Regions from separate parts of the Mus musculus genome. Here regions 2 and 3 are each linked to region 1. Evidence: chromatin contacts called from public HiChIP or PLAC-seq data. All regions are on one chromosome and are shown on one strand. Each heading gives the region's core, a stretch centred on a gene start, on an enhancer-like site or on the middle of the called end of the contact. The rest is flanking DNA. Distances are from core to core; before and after follow the strand shown.

Region 1 (4,388 bases), core at 1,261-3,760:
GGGAGTGTTTGTTGACAAGATTGCCTTTGTTCACAATGACATTTGTGAGTCAGAAAATTTGGATACCACAGTCTTAAAACTGTGTTATCATCCCTAGTGGTAGACAGGACTATAAATAAACTCTGCCCACAGAATCCTCTGGCATTGAGAAAGCATATATTCTCAATCTTGGTATAGAAGAGAAGTGGGGAAAAAATCCTGTATTCTCACTGTGAGAAAGTAAGCTAATAAGATATGTTGATTGAAATAAGAATAGAGAGTATGACCATGATAAAATTACATCATGTCTGTAAGCTGACTTCATTCTTCTATCATTCTGGGGCCAGAGGATTTAAAAACAAAGCACATTTTGCACCCTGAAAAGCTAGCAGGGACATTTGGAAACAGAATGGTGTTCTGGCAGAGGACCAAAAAGTCTAAAAATTTGCATAGTTAGCAGTGCCTGTATGAGCCTCCAGTGGGGAAGACACTGACTTTGGATGTTTCGATACCAGTTATATTGTGGCTTAGGTTTCTGTTAAAATAAAATCAGGGCTGGTGAGATGGCTCAGTGGGTAAGAGCACCCGACAGCTCTTCCGAAGGTCCGGAGTTCAAATCCCAGCAACCACATGGTGGCTCACAACCATCCATGACGAAATCTGACTCCCTCTTCTGGAGTGTCTGAAGACAGCAACAGTGTACTTACATATAATGAATAAATAAATAAAATCTTTAAAAAAAATTACCCCAGCCACGCCAACATAGCTGTCACCTGATGGTGTTTATTTTGAATGGCAGGTGGCTAGTTGTTGACCCCGTGACTTGTTTTCCTTATGAAGTAAAGGTGTGACCCCGAGGGATGTTAATGTCTGTTTGAAATGTGTGTTTTATGAGATCCATCTAATTAGACATCAGCTCTTGATTGTCTGCAAGTTGGAAGCTTTGAGGTCCTGACCCCTTGCTCCCAAGAGCCTTATGGACATGTGCATACTTTGTGTGCGGCCAGGATGGTAGTGTGGGTGGCCTCTGACTGGCTCTGGTCCTTGTTTTTGGTCTCCTGCAGCCCTCTGTGACATGCATCCCATGAGAGCCCTCTTCCTCATCCCACGGAACCCTGCACCTCGGCTCAAGTCTAAGAAGTGGTGAGTTTGCTCCACAGTACTTTTCAGATCTGAGGGCGAAGCTTTCCTGTGATCTTTCACTTTTGTGTGTATGTGTGGACATGTGTCTGCAGGTGCACACACATGTGCTTGTATGTAGATGCCTTGGGTTGGCCTCTGTTATCTTTCACAGTTGCTTTCCTCCCTTACTTCGATAGACAAAGTGTTTTGTTATACCAGAGCCCCAGCCATCTTTCATAGGATTACAGGCACACGCTAGCACACCTGGCTTTCTACACGAGTGCTAGGGTTCTGAACTCAGTTCTCGTGCTTGAATGACAAGCACTGTAGCGACCACACCACCCACCCGGCCTCTCTCTGAGATCTTCTTTTGAGTTACCCCTGATCCCTAGGTCTTTCTGGCTAGATACTTTTTAAAAATGCATGCCACAGCTTGGTAGGTGACATTCTGTATGCCACCATTGATCTTGGACTTGAGGCTTGGCTACCTGCTGTCTATACAGCAGCTTGTTAACCCTATCCTCGAGGCAGGGAGCTATTAGCCAAAATGGAGCCCAAGTAATGGCACGAAAATGATGTGATTTACGACTGCAGGCTATGCTAGCCTGGCTGCACGGCACATTTCTTTGGAAAAGGTGATGATTTAGAGTCAGCCCATTCTATTCCTCAAGACAGTGGCTCCCTGCACGCCCACACAGACCTGCTAATGGTCCCTGTGATGTTTCTGGCATGAGCAATTGTGGTTCTTTGTGAGTTTTTTTTTTTTTCAGTCCCTTTCTTTTTGTGACAGGACATGCTGGCTTTCTATTTGGGGACAGGAGTACAACCTTTGTTCTTAATAAGCTTATCCTGACAAAAAGGTGACTTGTTCTAAAGAGAGCTACTACTTGCTACTCCCTGAGAACGGGGTAAGACAGGAGTGTGGATGGTGAGCAACCAGGTGAGGCTTGGAAATGGAGTCCTCAGGTTATGCCAAATGTTGCCTGTCACTTCTCTGTGTACTTACATTGGGGGTCTTTATGCTTTGTTATACGATGCCCCCCCCGTCTCCCCTGCTGCAGAAGTGGCACGGCCTCCTAATACATTCTTACATCTCCTCTAGCATTGGAGCCAATCCCTACCAGTCTGTGACCTCCTGTGATTTTATAGGCACAAGCCCTGAATAATTCAACTAAACAGGAACAAATTGTTTGTCCCTTTTCCTATGACTTAAGGCTCAGGCCCTTGACTGGCATCCTCCTGTTTCCCACCCACAGACACCACCCACCACATAGAGCAGGCTTAATTACTACCAATCAGCTGGTAATGACATGGCAACCCTGGCTCAACAGAGGAAAGGCACACAGAGGGGAAGGAAACAGAAAAGCCACAAGCAATGACAGTCTCTCAGTTGCCAGACCTGCAAGGGGATTGTGAGTTGCTATTGGTAACCAGGAGGCAAAGCCTTCCCTGCTCTCCTTCCTCTCAGAGGGTCACTGTGGGTAAGAGAAATGCATGTTCTCTCCCCAGCAACAGCCTTTCATTGGGTGCCACATAGCATGTGGTGACAGAGCGCAGGAGGGCCCCTCCTCACTCTTCTGAGATCTTTCTCTCCTTTCCTCCCTGGATCCGACTCCCAGAGAGAGGAGCCAGCTCCGTTCCTTCCCCTGGAAGCAACAGTGACTCTGCAAAGCTTGCTGCCTGCCAGATTTCTGCTTGTAATGTGCCAAGCTTCTGGGGGTGGGGGTTACTGTCTACCGTGGGCCTCACTTCCCATCCCCTCCTCTCCTGTCACTGCTCCGGGGAGGTATTTTAAGCCTTTCCACAGAAGAACAGGCTGGCCATCCGCAGGCATGTGTCATCTCATGGGCTACATTGACTACTTTATCATTTCTATAACAGATACCTGGCAAGATCAAGTTCAGAGAGGATGGTTTCCTTTAGGTCACAATTAAAGAAGGGATACAGCCCATTGTGGAAGAGGAACTAAGGCAGGGGTCATACTGTGTGCACAATCAAGAACACAGAGAGAGATGAGTGCTGATATTCAGCTGTTTTCATCCTCTTTTTTTTTTTTTTTTAATCCAGAGACTCCAAGCCCTGCATGGTGCTACACACATGGGGGATAGATCTCCCCTCCTAAGTAGAACCTAAAGCCTGCTCATTAATGGCATCCTCCCAGGTGTGTCTCTTAGGTAGTTCTAAACCCAGTCAAACTAACAATGAAGACTAGCCACCATATGGCCACTTCTTGTCACCTTGACCCTCGACTATAAAGCTCCACCTCTGGGCCCCAAACGCACATGATCGTCTCATGATGCAAAGTGCCTTTACCTCCTCTACACCAGTCTCCCGAATCTTAACAGCTCCATAACCTGTTGCTTAAAGGCCCAAAGCCTTTGCGATTCTCAAGGTATCTCTTAACTCGAAGACCTGTAAAATTAAAACCCAGCTCACATATTTCCAATATGAAGTAGCACAAAATAAACATTCTCGTTCCAATAGAGAGGGATAGATAAGGAGACTTTAAGGCCTGAGCTTAGCAGGGGAAACACAAAATCCTGAGGTTCAGTGTCAAGCATCCAAGGCTCCTGGTGGTGTCATCTGGTCTCCACCAGCCGTGCCTCTCCTACTCTGCCCACAGCACACATAGCCTCCCTTCGAATGGCTCCACTCCATACCTTTAACTCTCCTTAGTGGCTATCCCATAATCCCAGCAAAATCTAATATACTGAGTTCTGCCTTACAGATGAGGCTTCACTTCACGGCCTTACGCAATGGCTTTCGGGGCTCCTTGAAGAGAATCCTACTTTGCTGGTTACCTTTCAAAGCTCTTGCTACGGGTTCTCACAGTGCACACAGTGAGCTGGGTCCCTCCACATCAATCACTAATCAAGAAAATTCCCCCAAAGACTTGCCTGAAAGCCAGTCTCATAGAGGCATTTTCTCAACGACAGAGAGGTGTCCCTAGATGACATGGGATTGTGTCAAGTTGACAAAAAAATCTAGCCAGCACACACCCTACCCGCCCATCCGGACTATTTTTTAGAGTTCCATGCCTGCTGTTAGGCACTTTAGTTTTGAGATAGAACAAAGGTAGGGCTGTAGGGCTATAGGGCTGTAGGCGTGCGTGCGTGCGTGCGTGCGTGCGTGTGTGTGTGTGTGTGAGTGTGTGTGTGTGTGTGTGTGAGTGTGTGTGCCAAATGAAAATAATGATGATATAAAGTAGATGTCACAAAATATTTGAGATACATTGAACTGGTTAGTTTGTACTGTGACTGTATACTTCACCAAAATCAAAACCCAAA
Region 2 (4,388 bases), core at 1,282-3,781, 370 kb before region 1:
GGTGGCCATAATGGCTGCCACAGAAGCCAAGAGCTCCCATCTTGAACCACAGACAGGAAGCAGAGAGGGTGATCTTGTTATATGACTGTCTTTTGGAACCTCAAAGTCTGACCCCCCCAGTGACACACTTCCTTCAGCAAGGCCATACCTCCAAAGCTTCCCCGAAGAGCCACCAATGGTGAACAAGTATTCAAATGCCCTGACAGTTTTGTCCAAACTACTTCAGCTCTCATATTGAAGAACACTTGTTCTAAATGGTGCTGCCGAGTCTCTTTAACTAACACCCAAGGCTGTTTAGTATGCATTTCTTGTTTATTTATTTTTAACAATGAAAAGACTTGGCAGTTCTGACTTTCTTAGCATGGAACTTCCTCCCACAGAAACTCCTTATCAATGCAGGGCAAAACCTTGGGGTGTGAGGAACGGATTGCAGCTTTTTCGAAGAATACTTTAAAATCCAATGGCTCTCAGTTCATTATCAGACTTAGTTTTTTTAAGAAGAGAGGAGAAAGAGGAGGAGGAGGAGGAGGGGCTGTGAAGAAGGAGAATAAAACAGAGTTGTTTTTCTAAGTATTTTTATTAACACTGAATATGAATGAATCCTAAGACATCACATGTCAATCATGCATGGCTCAGGAATGGAAGCTGAGATTTTAGTTTCACGACAATAACAATGGCACTCCACTGTTCGTCAGGATCACTGTCCTCTCCATCGTCATATTTACAGCATCCTGGACCAATGTCTCCCTCTCCCCTCTGCCACTCAGTTTTACTGCAAGCAAACGGAATGACGTGAGCCTGCTGTCTTCCCTTAGAGAGATGCCATCATGTGCTGAAAAGGAATGCTGACTTCAGGAGCTGAGACCAGGATGACCTCAACAGCTTTGTGACAGTTATGCTGATGCAAAAGAGAGAGAAGCCTCTGGAAAATGAGAAGATGTAATACTTGGTTGGACCCTATTTTAGTCACTGTTCTACTGCTGTGAAGAGACCCCATGACCAGGGGCAAGTCATAAAAGAAAACGTTAAATTGGGGGCTTGCTCAGTTTTCAGAGTCCATTATCCTCCTGGCAGGAAGCATGGCTGCAGGCAGGCAGACATGATGTTGGAGAAGTAGCTGAGAGCTACATCCTGATCTGCAGGCAGAAAGAGAGGGAGTTGGGGAACCGGGGCTACTTGGACTTTTGAAATCTCATAGCCCAACCCCAATGACACCCTTCTTCCAACAAGGCCACTCTTCCTAATCCTTCTCAAATAATGCTATTCCCTGATGATTAAGCATTCAGTTGTGTGAGTCCATGGGGGGTGGGGAGCACTCTCCATCAAACTGTCACAGACAGCAAATCTAGGAGCCAGGACTATTTGCTCCCTTTTTTGTTTCACAGTAGGAGGCCTACTTTATTACTAGAGGAACACTAATTATTTGAGAAAGAAGAGGAGCCCAGGGCATGTCATGATCCCAGCGCTCAGGCTGGGATGGAAGGATGGCCAGTAGTTAGAGGACAGCCCGGTCTACATAGCCAGTTCTGGATCAGCTAAGGGCTGCATAGTGAGCTCCTGGTCACAAACCAAACAACAGTGACAGCTTAGAATTAGAAGTACTTGTTCTTAAAAAGGATGAGAATTTGATTTCCAGTACCCATCTGGGTGGCTCACAATGGCCCTCCACGTTGGCTTCAGCCGCCTGCTCATAATCAATCTCTTGGGGGCGGGGGTCAAGTTTTATTTGTTGTTGTTTGTGTGTGTGTTTGTTTTGGTTTTGTGTTGCCCTGGCTGTCCTGAAGCTCACTGTGTAGACCAGGTTGGCTTTGGACTCAGAGATTTTACATGCCTCTGAGGTGCCACCACTCCTCCTTAAACATAAATCTTAAAAAGCAAATGAGGAAAAGAATGAGAAAGGAAAGGAAGGAGGAGGGGAAAGGAAGGGAGAGGGGGAGGTGGAAGGGAGGGTAGAGGAAGGAAGGAAGGAAGGAAGGAGTGATTATTAAATTGCTTTTTTGTGTGGCTCCTGGAATTGTCTTAATTGCATACATAGAACCTCCATAGTTAATCAGATCCATCTTTGACCGGGCCTTTCCTCACATAGACCATGTTTATCTGTTTGGTCAGCAGAATTCTAAGAACATTCATCAGTTTGGCTCATGTTTAAGAGAAATAAGTTGTGATTGATATAAATATATATATATATATATATATATATATATATATATATATATATACACATATATGTATATGTGTATATGTATATATGTGTGTATGATATATATATGTGTGTGTGTGTAGATGTATATGAATGACACAAGAGCAGTTCTAGCTGTCAGGAAGCTAAACCTTACAAAAAGAAAGCTTTTGAAAAAGAAACTGTTTTCCTATCCCTTTAGGAGTTTCATCCGGACCTAAGACCATTTTAAAGATACAACTCTTGTGTGCACATGTGTGTGGGAGGGAGTTCCTGTAACACAGAGCTGCTTTGTGAGGAGAGCCTGTGTCCTAGACACTCTCTCAGCAGCTGTGTGCCCTCAGGTCACTGAGCACAAATCCCCTGCTGAGAAGGAGCCCCATCTGATAGGCACACAAATGCCCACAACTAGGCCTGGGTTCACTAAAGACTGGATGTGGTATAAAGGGCCAAGAAGTGTGGTTTATACAGAATAGAATCCTAGAATTTTTAAACTCAATGCAGAGGAGGGGTGGTACCATCTGCATTAACATTCTGTATCCTTCTCTCTTTCTCTTATTGATTCAAGTCTTTCTCCTGAAGAGACTGTCCTTGCCCTGACTTGGCCTCCCAGAACCAAGGAGAGAGAATTAGAAAATAAGGCAGCAGCCTGAGCTTTGTAAGATCACGTCCTAGAAACAGGAACTACAAGAGGCTCTCTGTGACTGCAACAGGAGAGCCTGGCTTCAGGGGATTTATAGGAAGAACTCTAAGGCGATTGATTACATCACCATGCCCAGGGAGGGGAGAGCCTGGAAAGGATAAAGAACCAACTTCAGAGCTGCAGGATGCTTTAAGTCTCCTGCCTGAGAGCTGAGGCCCATTAGGCCATCAGCTGTAACCTATCAGGTGTGTCAGAGTTGGAGGTAGACTCACAGGTGTTCTAGCCCAGGGATTGCAAACTTAAATGTTTAGAGGGGCTAGGGAAGTAACAAAAGAAAATGAAGAAACCCAGATGTAAGGTAATAAGGGACCTGACCGAGCAAAACCAGTTTTCTCAGCTCTGAAGAAGAAGAGACAGGGGGATTCCTGGAACTCACTGGACAGTTTAGTCTTAAAAACAACAACAACAACAACAACAACAACAACAACAAAAACTGTGGAGAGCCCTTGAGAAACACCACCAAATAGTTCCACTGGCCTCCACTCATGCATGTGTGTGCAAACACACCCACACACACATCCACACACCTTGAAAGAGAGACAGAGACAGAGACAGAGAGAGACATGCAGAGAGACACAAAGAGAAAAATGCAGATGAAGAAAAATATAGCCACAGGTCAGCATTATTGCTATAGGCAATCTAAACTAATTTTATGAATGAAGAAATGAAACCTCAGAGAAGTAAAATGACCCACAGAAAGACATGTAGCCAAGTTCCAGCAGAGCCAGCAGCAGCAGCCTAGACCTTGACCTCGCTGTGGCACCTCTGCAACTCCTGGGGTGGAGGTTGGCTCACAAGAGAGAGTCTTCTCCTTAATTATGATAACCAATGTTAGGCATTTACTGAGATTGAAGAACCAATTCTAGTGATTCCACGCAGATTCTGGTTTACCTAACAAGTCAATGCCACCACACTCATGGCTTTTCTTAGACTCTGACTGTCTCCCTTTGATATCGAATGCTGAGTTTCCCGTTACTCACATCCACCCTGATGTCATTTTGGAGCCAGTGATGCCTCAGTATAAAAAAACATCAGGCAATTTCTGAGTAAGTTGTCTCGATCACTTCAAGTTTGCTGAAAGTTACCTTTAAATTCGTTCTAGGATACTGGAGGAGTTAAGAGGGATGTGGAGTGCTTTGAAAATTAGGGATAATACCAGGCTAGAGAGACGAGGGCTCAGAAGGTAAGAGCACTAGCTGTTCTTACCGAGGTCCCATGGCTAATTCCTAGCACTTCTAGTGTCTTACTCCTGCATGTAGCTGCAGCTCCAGGGGATCCAATGCCCTCTTATGGCCTCTGAGGCCCATGCACGATGCACACTCAGACAAATGCACAGGTATGCATGCATGCAAATCAAGATTTAGATTACTTTTTATTTTCAAAGAGGAGGGGTTGAAGCAATTAGTAAGTTCATTTATCCCACATAACATTGAAATTCCACTTAAGGTTTCTGTAGTTCTAAATGAGTCCTTTGGCCTCTCTGGGACCTGGTTAGTCCATATTTAA
Region 3 (4,388 bases), core at 503-3,002, 330 kb before region 1:
CCTGTGAGTGCCAGGGTCGAAATTCTAGTCTCACAGTGTGACAACATACCTATATTCCATGTCCATGTGCATGTGTCGCTGCTAAGCCATGCTTTGGGGAACAGTATTGCTGTGGAGGTAAAGAGTGATGGTTGAGTCAGGAACCATTTATTTTTGCTGTTGTACTATCTACAGAGGCCTTATTGGGACTAACATAGAGAATAATCAAATATTGAAGAAACTATTAAGGAATTATAAATAGAACTCTGTTAGGCTCAGATTTCAAGATAAATGAACACATACTATTTTTACATGTGAATCATTGGAAAAATTTGTGTGTCCAGATTTTTTAAAACTTTTGTTTTAAAGCCATTTTTAATGAGCATAAAAAGGAAATTTTATCTTTCAAATATCAGCCCATCATTTGGGCGATGGGAGTAGCTCAGTGATGGAACTCTTGTCTAGCATCTGTGCAGGTGGGCTTCATCCCTAGCACTACAAAAAAAAGCACATGAGAGAACTTGTTTGCTGGCTTTATCTAATCACAGAACATCTATTAAACACTGTGAGTATATGGACAGGAAAAAGGACTACAGTCTGATTCTGGAGAATATAATGAAAACATCCACAAAACACGGCAAGTTCTCTTCATGTGTGTTTGTGAATTAGGCCCAGTACCTTTAGGTCCTAAGATTGATTTAAAGGCTGTGCCTTAACAGTGATTTTTAAGATTGGTTGAGTGTTACTACCTGTCAGACAATTTACATATGTCACCTTCATTTAACCTTGTCAAGTCAGTGGGCTAGACTCTTACGTGATGGTCCTTATCTAACTCCCCTTCCCAATATTCATATTCTCCTGTAGCCCCTTCCCACGAGGCTCTGGTTCTTGCATGTGATTTTGCTTGGCCAACTGGGATCCAAGAAAACACGATTCAAGCAGAGGCTAGATAAATGCAGGGACATTACATTTGCCCTCTCAAGACCATGTTACCACCACTAAGAATGGTATCCAGGAGGCAAGGGAACAGAAATGAATGGTCCCAGAGATGGTGGGAAGATTGACATGTCTGATAAAACCGCTCTTGGAGACGCCCAGCTCCAGAACCCTCCCTTATCTTCAGAAAACAAAGCTGGGGTCTGTCAGAAAGAGAGGCCAGCTTAGCTGTCTCTCCGCCTTCACAGAGGCTGTACTCATCTCAAGAAAAGCACAGCGTGGGTGTGTCTGCGAGGCACAGCCCCTGCCATCAACTCAGCAAGGCCGTTATACATTTAACTTGGAAGAAGATTCCAGTCGGAGGCAACTGAGGTCTTGATCAGATCCAGCCCCTTTCTCTGCACTCTGAAGTGTTTCCTTAGGAAACACCAAGAGAGGCCATCTGGACAGTGGAAGGTTAATTGACTAGAGGAGGCCATGACTTCCAATAGAGAATGTTCTTTACAAAAAGAAAAGAAAAGCACCAGGATGTGCGAATTCAATAAATAATTCATTGGACTGCCTATTCAGAGACTAATAGAAAAATACTGTAGTAGGCCCGCATGCCAATCAGCCTGCAGCTAGTTAAACAAACATCCTGCGCACACATCACTTGTAAAGCCCAGATTTATACATTAATTGCATGTTTTACCCAGGAAAAGTATAATGTCTAATAACTTCACTTTAGAGACTATTAAAATCTCATGGTCTTGAAAAGGTTGCCTGACATCCTGTAGGCCAGATCCAGGGCTGAGTAGACATGTCCCCTGCCAGTGAATGTACAATAGCCAAACACTCAAGTGTCACTTCGGCTACATTTACATTCGTTGCCTGTACAGAGGAACACTGAGTGCTATGGTCCTCTTGGGTCTCCAGGAACCCTCAGGACGCCAGTGGGGGCACAGCTGCAGCAGCCGGGGTAAAGTGAGCATCTGCACGTACCCCAAATTCAGTTCCACTTCCGTCCCTCATTTATACTTAGTTCTTTCTTCATGGTTTTGTAGGATTTGAAATGCAAACGGGACACAGACAGTAACACAGTAGGTCCTAGTCCGGTCTTGTAACTGTGCTAAACGATTCTTGTCCCTCTTATTGTCCCCCTCTTGGTCCTCACAGCAGTCGCTACCCTGGGTAAGAGGACAAACTGAAAGGACAGAGCTCCTGAACGCTGCGTTCAGGGAACACATTACCTCTCTGGTCTCTGACAAACCCAATTTGAGGGGCACTCTAAAAAAGGACCTTGGCTATGCTTTTGAAATGTGTCAAGCTTGTGAAAGCAGTGACACTGTGAATTGGCTTCAGATCCAGGGGACAGACAGCCAACATGGCAACCAAACACAGCCAGCACCCCTCCCTGGACTGGATGCTGGACCGGAGGAGAGGCACAAAGGAATGAGGTCTCACCCGTGCTGACTGGCTGCTGTTCATCATTTCTCTGTGTCAGGAAGTTAAGGGGGAGAGAACCCCATGAAGGTTATTAAGAAAATTTTATGACATTCTAACTTCATAATCTAAAAAATTACTTGAAAATAAAGTTGGAGATAGCAAAAGAGGGGAAAAATGAAAGGAAAACAGAAGCTATGTTATCCACTGGGAGTTCATGTAACCATATCCAGAAAGCAGTTCTTAGAGCAGCTGAGTCTAGCTTTCAGAGAGTGTCTGTGGAGTGTCTTACCAGATCAATTGCTCTCATGGGTGAATGGCTGCTGGATTCAGAAGAAAATGGAGAGGTTCGTTGAGAGGACAGAGGGAATTGTGCAGAGAATGCACTTGAAACACAGAAAGGCACGGTGGGAGCCTGTGTCTCACTACTGACGCCTAGAAAACTGATAGAAGAGCCTGGGTACGACTTCCACGACACTTCTCATTTCTGAAAGAGGCTATGTCAAGGCGGAACTCAGGCCTGGGATCAACCGTGGAGAGTGCCCACGGGTCACGTGACTTGGCCCATTTGCTGGTCATACGACCTAACCTACTTGCCGGAGATTTGCTAATGGAGACGGAGCATCGGTCGCCGATCACTCCTTCCTTTTACCGAGGGATCCCAAGGCCATGTGCTACTTGAAGGACTAAAGATGCAACACTTATCAAAAGCACGGGCTTCACCCCCTCATAGACAGACCTGGAGACTGCTCGAGCCTCTCTCACAATTGACCCGCGTGACCTTGGATGTATCTCAGCACTTTTCCCAGATATGATTTGCAGTTCCACACCAGAGGGAAGATAATAATTATTCCAAAGACATTCTGAGTATTAAGTAAAAAGTGGCATCTAAGCTCTTAGCATAAATACTTATCATATAAATAGTCAGTAAATATTACTGGTATTGTTTTCTCTTTAGCTCGGGAATATTTCAGTTCTACGTGCTTGTGGGCATATCTGGGTACACTTGGAAATTCTGTAGACTGTTTTTCAATGCATCAAAAGCTCGCATTTAGAAAGGTTGGCTTTTCCAGCGGAGTAATTTTCCATTTCCCACTCCATTTCCTTGTTATTTTCAAAAGTAGATAAACAATAAAACGAAGGGCAAGCATGGCTTACAAACGTGGTGCTGAGTGAAGAATCCAAATGGGAGTTTTAAGATGCAGACAGACCATCGGATAGGTTTTATCTAGATTCAAATGAGCCTGCTTGTGGAGGCTGGCTGCATCATCTTTTCATGGGCGTAATTTGAATGATGCTTTAGGCAACCCCTGATTCTTTCCACAGTGGAAAGAATAATAGATAACTGTGCGTACAACAGACTAGGCAGAGCCCAGGACTGCTGCAGGAGCAAGCCTCTCAAGTTTCCTTCTTCAGTATGGTACCTGGCACTATGACCTTTGTCCTCTTTACATGGTGATTATTGGCTGGCTGTCCAGGAAGCGGGGACAAATGGAAACCTACTTTCTTCTCCTTCCTTCATTTTCCGTAACACACAGTGGGGCTTAAACAAAGGATTTCCTCATAGAGTGTACATTAAATACATTTATTTTGAAGAATGAAACTTATGCCCCAATCCTAAGTAAAGCCCGATGGCAGTGAGGAGTGACCTTAAGTGACTCAGAAGTTGATCTCTCCATGTACAGGCCATCCAAAACAGGTTCAGCATTTTCACTGTCAGGGAACCGTAAATTAAAATTGTAGTAAGTTTACCATTCTACCTGAGTCAGAATAACTTTACTAGGAAGGCAAAAATAATAAAGTTGACGAGGATACAGAGGGAACTCCTATGTACTGTTGGTTGGAATGTAAATAAGAAAACTATTATGGATGGAGAGTATGAAAATCTAAAGTTCAAAATTAGTTTGTGAGCCAGCTATTCCATTATTGGGTACGAGTCCAAAGTCAGTATATCAAAGAGACAGTGTGCTCCCAGCATTCTTCACAAAAGCTGAGATATGCAGTCATCCAAAGGGTTCCCTGTCAGATGAATGGGTACAGAAAGAGGGATC

Evidence for each region. HiChIP or PLAC-seq counts read pairs in DNA pulled down with a chosen protein or histone mark.
Region 2: a contact with region 1 is called in an H3K27ac HiChIP or PLAC-seq map of stem cell-derived neural progenitor cells, with 4 times the contacts expected there. The contact joins two enhancer-like sites. A contact is called at or near these places in 2 of 39 promoter capture datasets (the 3T3-L1 cell line and hippocampal neurons), 1 of 15 datasets of contacts at CTCF or cohesin (the NIH/3T3 cell line), 38 of 484 Hi-C or Micro-C datasets (the 3T3-L1 cell line, 3T3-L1-derived adipocytes, CD8 T cells and 24 more), 17 of 115 datasets of contacts at active chromatin or transcription factors (DN3 thymocytes, acute myeloid leukemia, astrocytes and 14 more) and 2 of 9 other capture datasets (embryonic stem cells and liver).
Region 3: an H3K27ac HiChIP or PLAC-seq map of oligodendrocyte precursor cells shows a contact between it and region 1, with 5 times the contacts expected there. The contact joins two enhancer-like sites. A contact is called at or near these places in 2 of 15 datasets of contacts at CTCF or cohesin (both in the NIH/3T3 cell line), 1 of 484 Hi-C or Micro-C datasets (forebrain) and 2 of 115 datasets of contacts at active chromatin or transcription factors (embryonic stem cells and oligodendrocyte precursor cells).

What each region holds. Positions count from the first base shown.
Region 1 is chr3:28,555,996-28,560,383 of GRCm38.p6, forward strand. Tnik (TRAF2 and NCK interacting kinase) reads left to right here. Exons shown (of 33, transcript NM_026910.1): 9 at 1,044-1,122. Among named protein-coding and RNA genes, the nearest start is that of Gm52603, 130 kb to the right of the region's middle. Within about 2 kb of position 2,511, at least 82 of the 459 cell types and tissues checked have an H3K27ac peak or open chromatin away from gene starts, as enhancers often do. A contact at or near this core is called in astrocytes, forebrain, oligodendrocyte precursor cells and 2 more, where this site is marked.
Region 2 is chr3:28,183,185-28,187,572 of GRCm38.p6, forward strand. The region is part of intron 2 of Gm42196 (a long non-coding RNA gene); the gene reads left to right. Among named protein-coding and RNA genes, the nearest start is that of Gm42196, 8.9 kb to the left of the region's middle. Within about 2 kb of position 2,532, at least 28 of the 459 cell types and tissues checked have an H3K27ac peak or open chromatin away from gene starts, as enhancers often do. A contact at or near this core is called in astrocytes, oligodendrocyte precursor cells, stem cell-derived neural progenitor cells and 1 more, where this site is marked.
Region 3 is chr3:28,223,444-28,227,831 of GRCm38.p6, forward strand. No RefSeq gene overlaps it. Among named protein-coding and RNA genes, the nearest start is that of Tnik, 38 kb to the right of the region's middle. Within about 2 kb of position 1,753, at least 31 of the 459 cell types and tissues checked have an H3K27ac peak or open chromatin away from gene starts, as enhancers often do. A contact at or near this core is called in forebrain and oligodendrocyte precursor cells, where this site is marked.